Regions from separate parts of the Gossypium hirsutum genome. Here region 1 is linked to region 2. The links are chromatin contacts, called in public Hi-C maps. All regions are on one chromosome and are shown on one strand. The core of a region is the stretch at or near the end of the contact, and the rest is flanking DNA. Distances in the headings are between cores, read along the strand shown. Region 1 holds the start of LOC107917926 (NAC transcription factor 56-like). Region 2 has its middle 6.6 kb from the start of LOC121214371.

Region 1 (5,131 bases), core at 189-2,688, 47 kb after region 2:
TCCAAGATTATACAAAATAATATAAAATATTATATTAGTAAGATTAAAATTAAAAAACTAATAATATTTTAAAAAATAATGTTTACTTTTTATTAATAAACTAATTTACCAAACAATTTTGTAATAAAAATTCAGTACTTGAATTTTCAACACTTAAATTTTCAGTTTATCAAACACACCCTTAATTGAAAATATTGTCTATTAAGTTATCATTTTCTTTACTTTTTTTTATAAAAAAAATCCTATGAAATTGTTTTTTATTTTTTATATAGATCTATATTCTTATAAAAACATGAATCTAACATTTTAAGTTCTTAAATCTCAATCAATGTAGACGTGAAAATAGTCGTCGGCGCTTTAAGACAAAGAAGATTAAATAAAATTTCGAAGATTAAGTAAGTAAAAGAGGACAGAAAACAATTAACACACATCTCAATCATCAATCCAATTTTATAGTACAATTATAATCCCCTTTTTAATTTTTTCAATTTTAGTATGATATTAAACACTACAAATATTATCTATTGTCCAATCTGTTCTATTTAATCATTTATTTTCCTTTTCTAAATTTACCGATTTCCGATCTGGTCCGACCAAATTCATGGGTTTAGTGGCTCTAGTGGTAGCTATGATCACCAAAATGAGGATTGGGAGGTGGGATTTGCATAACAAAAGCATGACATCTGAAGCGTAAAGCTTGTTCCCACCCCACATCACTAAAGTCCGTCCATATTATCTTTTTGTTGCCTTGTGTGGGGGTGGTGGTCCCCGCCACCCCACTCATTGCTCACGTGTCCATCAGTCCCACATTTGGGAATTACACGTGTCGAGCAATTAGCAGGCGAAAATCCTTCGTTGTCGTCCTCCTCATTATAATCTCTTTAGCAATTTATTACGCACGAAACTAAATTTATATTTATATTTCTTTTCCAGCAGTTAGATTAATTTTTTATTTTCTGTAAAATGAAAGGACTAAATTTTGACAAAATAAAGTAGATGGACTGGTTTATCAATTTCCATAAAGTAGAAGGATGAAACTTAGAATTAGACCAATTAACTTCTTACTTTGCATGCCTTGTGTCAACCTTTGCTGTGCATGGGGATTCAGCCAATTAAAACCTGAGCTTAGTCTATAGCAACGTTAGCGAAATGACGGGACTAACCTTCAAACCCGTCACGTGGCTTGTCGGGATTAGGTGGATTAAATTGTAACAGATGCCAACTTTGGTGTATTAAATCCCGGCCCACCTTTCTTAATCTTGTTCTAATGCCCATTTATAAAGAAAATGGTCATGCCAACTCTATGCAACATTTTTTTAGCAGCCTCTCAAAACAAACCATAAAAGTCCTATGATGCTCTTCTTCTCTGGTAAACTTTCAGAATTCAAAGTAAAATATTCTCAATTTCATTACTGAGTTATATATACATACATATATATATTTGAAGGTGTCGCAATGGAGAGCACCGACTCGTCGACCGGATCACAGCAGCCGAACCTCCCACCGGGATTCCGGTTCCACCCCACTGATGAGGAACTAGTGGTACACTACCTCAAGAAAAAAGCTAGCTCCGCTCCTTTGCCGGTTGCAATTATTGCTGAGGTTGATTTGTACAAGTTTGATCCATGGGAATTGCCAGGTAAACTAAATTATTATGTTTTAAAATTATTTCATGGAAAAAGGGTATAAATTTGTATGATTCTGATAAAATAATCTTTTTGGATTTGGTTTGGGGTTTTGCAGCGAAGGCAACGTTTGGTGAACAAGAATGGTACTTTTTTAGTCCGAGAGACAGGAAGTATCCGAATGGAGCGAGACCGAACAGGGCGGCTACCTCGGGTTACTGGAAGGCAACCGGGACGGATAAGCCGGTGTTGACTTCGGGAGGGACTCAAAAGGTTGGTGTGAAGAAGGCACTGGTTTTTTATGGAGGGAAGCCCCCTAAAGGGATCAAAACCAATTGGATCATGCATGAATATAGGCTTGCTGATAATAAGACTAACAACAAACCCCCTGGATGTGACTTGGGCAACAAGAAAAACTCACTAAGGGTAAATCACTTTTTTTTTTTTGGTCATATTTATTTCACGTTAATGGTTTATAATATGATATCATGAATTGATCTTTGTTTTTGTTGCTTTTTTGGTTTTATAGCTTGATGATTGGGTGTTATGTCGAATCTACAAGAAAAACAACGCGAATAGACCTCTGGAACATGATAAAGATGACTCCATGGATGACATGCTTGGTACTGTACCACCTTCGATATCAATCGGTAGCCAACATAATCCAAAATTCCACTTCTCAACAAAGGGAACAAGTTTTGGCACATTACTAGAACATCAAGAACATAATAGTCTGTTTGATGGAATGATGGGGAGTGATGGGACTAACAGTGCCTCCATGGTTAACCCACTCAAAAGGACCCTCCCATCGCTTTACTGGACCGACGATGAAACCGCCGGACCATCGACGAGCAAGAGATTCCATGGGGATAACAATGATGGGAGCATGGAGAAAACAGATGGGAATGGTTCAATTGCCACTTTGCTCAGCCAGCTACCACAAACCCCTCCATTGCAGCAGCAACAAGCAGCAATGTTGGGGTCAATGGGAGATGGGATATTTCGTCCTCCACATCAACTTCCAGGACTCAACTGGTACTCTTAATTAAATTTCCAGGTAGAGTGGGGGTCAAGCTGTCAGTATCATGTTACATAATTGTTGATACAGTCGTCAAAATTATAGTGTCTGAAGCATTTGGGAGTATTGGGATAAAAAAGATTTGAGATTTTTGTTATTAGGGCAGAGATTAGATGAATCAGGCCTCATTGTTTCTTTGAGTGTAACAGTTAGCTGCCAAATTTCATCTCTTGAGGCCATAGGTAAATTTTATAATATATATATAGTTATATAGATTGTATACATACATACATACATACATTCATACATACATATATATATGTAGTTTGTTGTTTATTATATAGAGAGAGATGCAATGAAAAAGAAGAAAAGGGTGGGGGTGAATGAAGGAGGTGGAAACTTGCTGTAGAAAATAAATAATAATAACTGATGGATATGATAAAATATTTTGTTTTTAGGATACAAAACTGAAAATCTTGTACAGAAATCCTTGTTGATGATGCACATTTTAAAGAATATATTGTTTTATAGTTTGTCTATATCAATATTTTGTGCAAGTTTGGAATTTCTATGGCTAAATCCCCCATTAACCCTAGAGGGTATAACTTTTTTTTTCCAGCTTTTCAGTTAATTAGGTTTTCAAAGAATCTAGCACTCGAATATCCAAATAATTTTTTTTAATTTATAAAAATGGAGGATTTGGTATGCCAAAGCATGCGATGTGATTATATATAAATGGATCAACTCAAAAGTGATGGATATTAAAAAAAAGTTTAAGTTGGAATTGTGAATAAAATATTATTATGAAAATAATTAAAATTTTAAAATGGATACCAAATATATATCTAAAATAGAAAGCTTTCCCACTTCTTAAAATATAAATATGATACATATTTAATTAAGTAAAATAGTTTTGAAAATAATGTTATTAAATGGTATAAATTGACTAATAATATAATTAGAACAATAATTATCATTATAGCAGTAATAGGTATGAATACTCAATAATTGGTTGATAAGAGCTGAAGTATATGGGGCCAAATTACTATTTTTAACTTTTTCTATTTTTACTATAATTTTAAACTAAAATATTTTAATTTTTTTAAACCCATCACCTGATTTAATTTATTGCTAATCTATGACCTTATTGACACTTGTTTATATAAAATCCTTAAATTGTATTATTATAATTTTTTTTTCAATTGTCAAATGTTAAGCTATGGATTTTTTTCCCTTATCGTCCTTTTTTTCACTTGACAAAGATGGTTGATCTCCTCGACAATGAAAGATAACAATTTTAAAATGTTTGAATAAAGAAAGATATCATTAAATTTTTATTTTTTTACCATTTCAAACAAGATGAAAAATAGGGTTGTAGAGAAAATATTTAATAACTTAAGCCTTAAGATTTTATATAAAATAAAAAGTAAAAAATTTCAAAGCATTAACCAATTGCTAAGAGATACACATATCCCTCCCATGACTGAGTGCTTCAATAGTTCTCATTAGTTGTCTTATGCATGTTTAATTAAATTAAGAATAATTTAAACCCACAAACACAAGCAGGGTTTAAATTGAAAATTTTGAAAGTTGAATCTTTCTCAATCATAATTATAATTAATATATTTGTATAAGTTTAATTTATTGGTGGTAATTTTGAGAGAATTTAGTAAAAATTTAAGAAGTTCAATCAAAATTTGGGGACAAGACTCCCCTAAGTCTTATAAAGATCTGTCCATCAATATATCCAGGGACGAATTTAAGGGGTTGATAAGACTTCCCTAGATATATCATTATGGTAAGAGTCAATAGTTACAATATACAAATGGACAACATATATTTAGATAAGATCTATACACAATGAAACTTAAATAAGAATAAAACATAAATCAAAAGCTCTCACCCTAGGATTTGAACATAAAATCTCCAAAGACCAAAATTTCATTAGCCGAATTTTGTTTTTAAATAATAAAAAATTTTGATAGAATATCAATTAATTACCGAATTTTGTTGAAGATATTAAGAGTGGAAGTCATTTTCTTTTTGATAAGACAATAGCTAAGTATATTCCGTGACCTAGTTAGAGGTCACACAAATTGATAATAAGAGGCTACCTCACAAAATTAAATGGCCATTAACTATTTTTATTTTTTCTTACTTTTTTTATATATATATTTTTCTCTTTGAAAACTATGGGACCATTTCACTGTCATCGAAAGGAATCATTATCTTAAAACCACACAAATTAAAAGCCCTTTTAATTTCATTCCTTTCCAAGGAAAACGTACAAAACAACTTTATAAAAATATTTCACATAATTTACTCATCCATTTTGGAATAAATAAATAAATAAACCCGATTTGTGTTCCTTTTTGAAAATGGACTATTATCCTAATTGTGTACCCATCCCACATTTAAAAGCCTAGAATCTCCTCAAATATGAGATTATTCTATCATATGTGGACAGTAATAAAAATTTTATATTTAA
Region 2 (4,625 bases), core at 1,927-4,426:
TTCTAAATTGGATGAAATAAAAAAAATATTTTAGGTGTGACACATTTACATTCATTCACGTGAACAACAATTGAGAAATGTGTTTTAGAGAATATGAAAATGCCATATTTTATGGCATTAGGCATACCCCTACTTGTTAGAAGTTTCCATCTTTACAAAAGCTATGTTTTGTCCCTTGTTTGATGAGAATGAAGATTTTATCGTTTCTTACCAGTTCATGTGTTAATAATAGCTAAAATTCGAATTCGAAATAAACTAAAACTGAATTTATTGTATAATTAATCTATATTAAAAGATGCATATAATTAGACATAACTAAAATTATTAGACAGCAAATTAAATTTTCATCATCATATATAAAAGCTTTGATAATTTTAAAAAAATTATATAGGATATACACTAAATTAAAAAAAAACACTAAGGACAATGGTTAAATGGATAAAAGATTAAAACTGTAAACTAATGATGGAATTAAATTAGATTTCAAAAATAAAAGATTTAAAATTTTAAAATATCAACCTTCTTTTAACGCGAATGACAGAGTTTGACCGTTCATTATCATTTATTCTCAGCAAGATGAATGCGTCTTAGCACGCTTAAACTATCGTTATAATCCCTTTAAAAGTTTTGAATTTTTAACTGTACTTTGGTCCGTAAATTTATTAGTATTATTATAACATCATTATGGATCCCGAAATCAAAATTAATTTGATGATTCTTATAGAATTTTACATTTTAAAATTTCATTGAAATTAGAAAATTATTTGGCTTTTGACCAAAGTGGAAGAGGGGAGTTTTCTTGACTAATGGGTACGCATGCATTTGCGTCACAATAAAATAAGTAAATAAATAAAACTTGTGCCGACAATGAAAGAGAATCCCAATTTTCTAAACATTTTCCGGCTGCGTTTTCTGTAGGATTCTTTTTCATCTTTTCCACATGTATTAATTCGCTTTAATTATTCTACTTAGACTTTATTCTCTCTCTTTTTTTTTTTGTTATTAAATGAGAATACTTTTTTTACATCTTAATAAAATTATCATATTTTAATTTTTGGTTTTAAAAAATTTAACATTGATTAAATATTTGCAATATATTGATAAAAGTTTGAAAAAAAAAATTATTATACTCCACAGGTATTCCATGTGGCGACATTTAATTTTATTTTGATTTAAGTCTAGATTAAACTCTACTAAGATGGTAATTATTATATTAGGGATGGGGCTAGTAGGAGGCTCGACCCCCTAAAATAAGAAATTTTCCTTTTAATCTTTTAAGATTTTTAAAATTTTAATTTAATAATAGTAAAATTGTACTTAAGCTCTCAAAAATGATAAAGAATCGATTTAGTCCTTTAAAAATTATAAATATTTAATTTATTAAAATAGTAGAATTATATTTTTACTATTATAAAAAAATATACAATTTAATTCTAATCTCTTAAAAAATTTTCAAGTTCACCCTAATTAGGAACCCACTTTAAACCCTAATTTGCCCATAAATATCTTCCTTCCAAGATTAAGAGGATGATCAGAACAATAAAGAGAACATGACACATACAATAAAACCATCACTCTGCTAATATGCTTAAGGGTGTGTTTCACTAGATGGAAAAGTGAAAAAAAATTGATTGCGCTTAGTTGAAAATAAAAGTGAGAGGAAAATAAAAGTGAGATCATTTTTCATTATAAAAAATCAATCCTTTCAAATAGAAATGGTGAGATGAGAGAAAATAAGAGAAATGCCTATGTTAATTTAAAATTATGTACTTTTCAAATATATATATATTTAACCATTACCAAATAATGAATTAAAAGAAAATTACATTTCTTTCCTACCAAGACACCTATAATATATATTATATATAATCAGATTCAACCTTTTAAAACTCCGTTCTATTTCTGATTTTTTTGATGTGCATTCGTAAAAAAAACTTACAAGGGGATCCTATGGCTTTTATAGCCGAATCCTATTATTAAACTATCCTCTATCTGCCTATTTACTGTCATTTCTGTTAGCATGCTCTATGGTTGTATTCAATTTCTTTGCAGGTGTCAGAGGCGTGGTGATGGTGTGTGAGGAGATAAAGCGGCGCGCATGGACAGAGGCGGCGGTCAACGGCGCCCTAGGGTTTCTCCTTTGTTGCTGCAACAAATTGTTTGTGGGCTAGGGTTGTATTGGGCCTAAGGTATTTTATTTGGGCTGGCAAAATTGGGTTTATTTTTTTATGTAAAATGGACTATGGGTATTTTATTTGTTATTGGGCCCGGGCGAAATCTGGGCTTTACACCTATATTAATTAAAAATTATGTACTTTTCAAATATATATATATCAACATTACCAAATAATGAATTAAAAGAAAATTATATTTTTTTTCCTACCCAGACACCTATAATATATATATATAATATGTTCCAAAATATAGATTTGAAATGCAAATATATTTGGGGTCGAAGATTTTATAAGCAAAATTAGATTTAGATACTAAAGTCTTTTTCTTTCTTGAATTAAATCTATTCAGATTTAGGGGTTTTAGTTTAATTTTACCATCCATTCTTAAATTATGATTCATATTTTAAGTTAGTTTATAAATTTTAAAATATTTTAATTAAATCTTTAAAATATCAATATTGTATTAATTAGATTCTTTTATTATTCTAGCATCAGTTTGTGTGCTAAATGTCAATTTGAATTAAACACAAAACATGTTTAAAACTCGTGAATTAAATTTTAAACACACATATCTAGTGCATGGACAATTTAGATTTGATGCGTTAAAGTAAAAATAGTGTCATCAGAATTTTGAAGTGTTACTTCTTTTTCTTAACACATTAGATTTAAGTTGTTCATGCGATAAGTACAAACATGTTTCGATTTTGATTCATATGTTTCAAACATGTTCCGCATGAGATCTAAGCTAACATTTAACACCCAATTTGATAGTTAAGTTGAAGAAGAACGTAATTGATACAATGCTGATATTTTCAGGATTTAGTTAGAATGTTTTGAAGTTTGATGACTAATTTAGAGTTTAGGTCATAGTTGGGAGATGCAGGATAAATTTTCTTTTTTTGTTTCTTTAACATCATTTTACATTTTAGTATATAATATGGGCCAATTTTGAGAAAATTGTGTAAGTGGCCCTTATATATTGGATAGGCTGGATAATCTGGGCTCAGATTAGTGTTGTTGTTAACCCAGCCCAAATACTCACCAGATTAGCATTGCATTACCCTTCAATTATCTGTCGACCTTAGATTAGAACTATCCATATTTGATTTCGAGACAATCGGTTGGATCTAAATTCAAAGTAAATATATTTAAATTTAGTTATAAAAATATATAAATTTCAAAATAAAAAGTTTAATATTATTATAATATACAAATAATAAACTTGAGTTGTCGGGCCACAAACTAAACCGACCCAATTCGTACGTAAGTCTAGCCAGAATCTATAATGATTGAAATTAAAAAAATATTATAAAAGCTTTAAGGTTAAATCACTTTTAAGAGCTTGAATTTAACAATTACTTTTCATTGGGTTTGAATTTTTTTTGTCTAAATTAATTCCTAAATTTGATTTAACCCAAAATAATGATTTAACTTGAGGTTAAAAAGCTTAATTTTATGTGTAGATGCTTTCTTTTTCTAAGTGGATTTCTTAAATATCTACTTTTGCTCAAATTTGTCCATTTCTGGAAAGTAATTAATTAAAGATCTTCCTATTTTATTTATTGGATTAATTATTAATTAACTAAAATTCTTACTTATGCTATACATTGGTGAATTGTTTATATTTATTAAAATGTGTTGTATTAAATGAATTTTGTTATGAATATCTTATTAAGTGAATGTCCATCATGATCAAGATAAAGTTTTAATGTACAAACGAGAAAGAATAAATAATTTATTTGAAATTAGGATTGAGTGATATTTTTTTTGTGGGAATGAGTCTAGTTAATATGATAGGGGAGCCTAGCCAATATCCAACTCACGGCGATCCCTATTTATTTTTTGTCTCATTGCTTGGATTTTTTAAAATTTATATCTTGTTTTATTTTACTTTTATTGTGTTTTTGGGTCCATGATTTTTTTCTCTTGCTTATATGGTTGATTTCATAATATGAAACGAATTTTGAAGTTTATAATTCTTATCTTACTTTGTTTTTGTTTTTTAATTTTAAATCTAATTTTATAAATCTCTACTATTATTGGGATTGCATTCAATGGATTGCACATTTTTTCATATTACATTCTTTGATTTTAGAATATCTATTAATTTTAGGGACTTATTTCAACCGATTGTAGCACCAAGAATTTTTATACTTGAACAATCAATTTTGAATAAAATATGCATTACTTAGTAAAAAATATTGAATTTTTTATTCAAAATTAATTTTTGATAGCACCAATATTTTTTTAATTGGATAATGATGTTAAGGATAAGACACTATATTATTTAATAACACTTATATTTTAAATCATAGAAAAAGAGTATTGCGTTTTTAACAAACAAATCTTGTGATGTTGTTTAACACAAGCATGACCTTTTTGGAGTAAAAACATTATTGTAATTTGAGCAATATAAATTACGAATTAAAAATGAATATGTTAAATAGAAGT

What was found. A called contact is a pair of places that touch in the nucleus more often than the background predicts.
Region 1: a contact with region 2 is called in a Hi-C map of leaf, with 1.6 times the contacts expected there. The contact joins the promoter of LOC107917926 here to the enhancer-like site in region 2. A contact is called at or near these places in 6 of 34 Hi-C or Micro-C datasets (anther, leaf and petal).

Annotation. Positions count from the first base shown.
Region 1 is chrD01:7,659,223-7,664,353 of Gossypium_hirsutum_v2.1, reverse strand. LOC107917926 (NAC transcription factor 56-like) reads left to right here and starts at 1,438. Exons shown (of 3, transcript NM_001327142.1): 1 at 1,438-1,639; 2 at 1,744-2,051; 3 at 2,155-2,752. The coding sequence starts at 1,456. The coding sequence ends at 2,670.
Region 2 is chrD01:7,708,497-7,713,121 of Gossypium_hirsutum_v2.1, reverse strand. No RefSeq gene overlaps it. Among protein-coding and RNA genes, the nearest start is that of LOC121214371, 6.6 kb to the right of the region's middle. Within about 2 kb of position 3,176, at least 1 of the 9 cell types and tissues checked has an H3K27ac peak or open chromatin away from gene starts, as enhancers often do. A contact at or near this core is called in leaf, where this site is marked.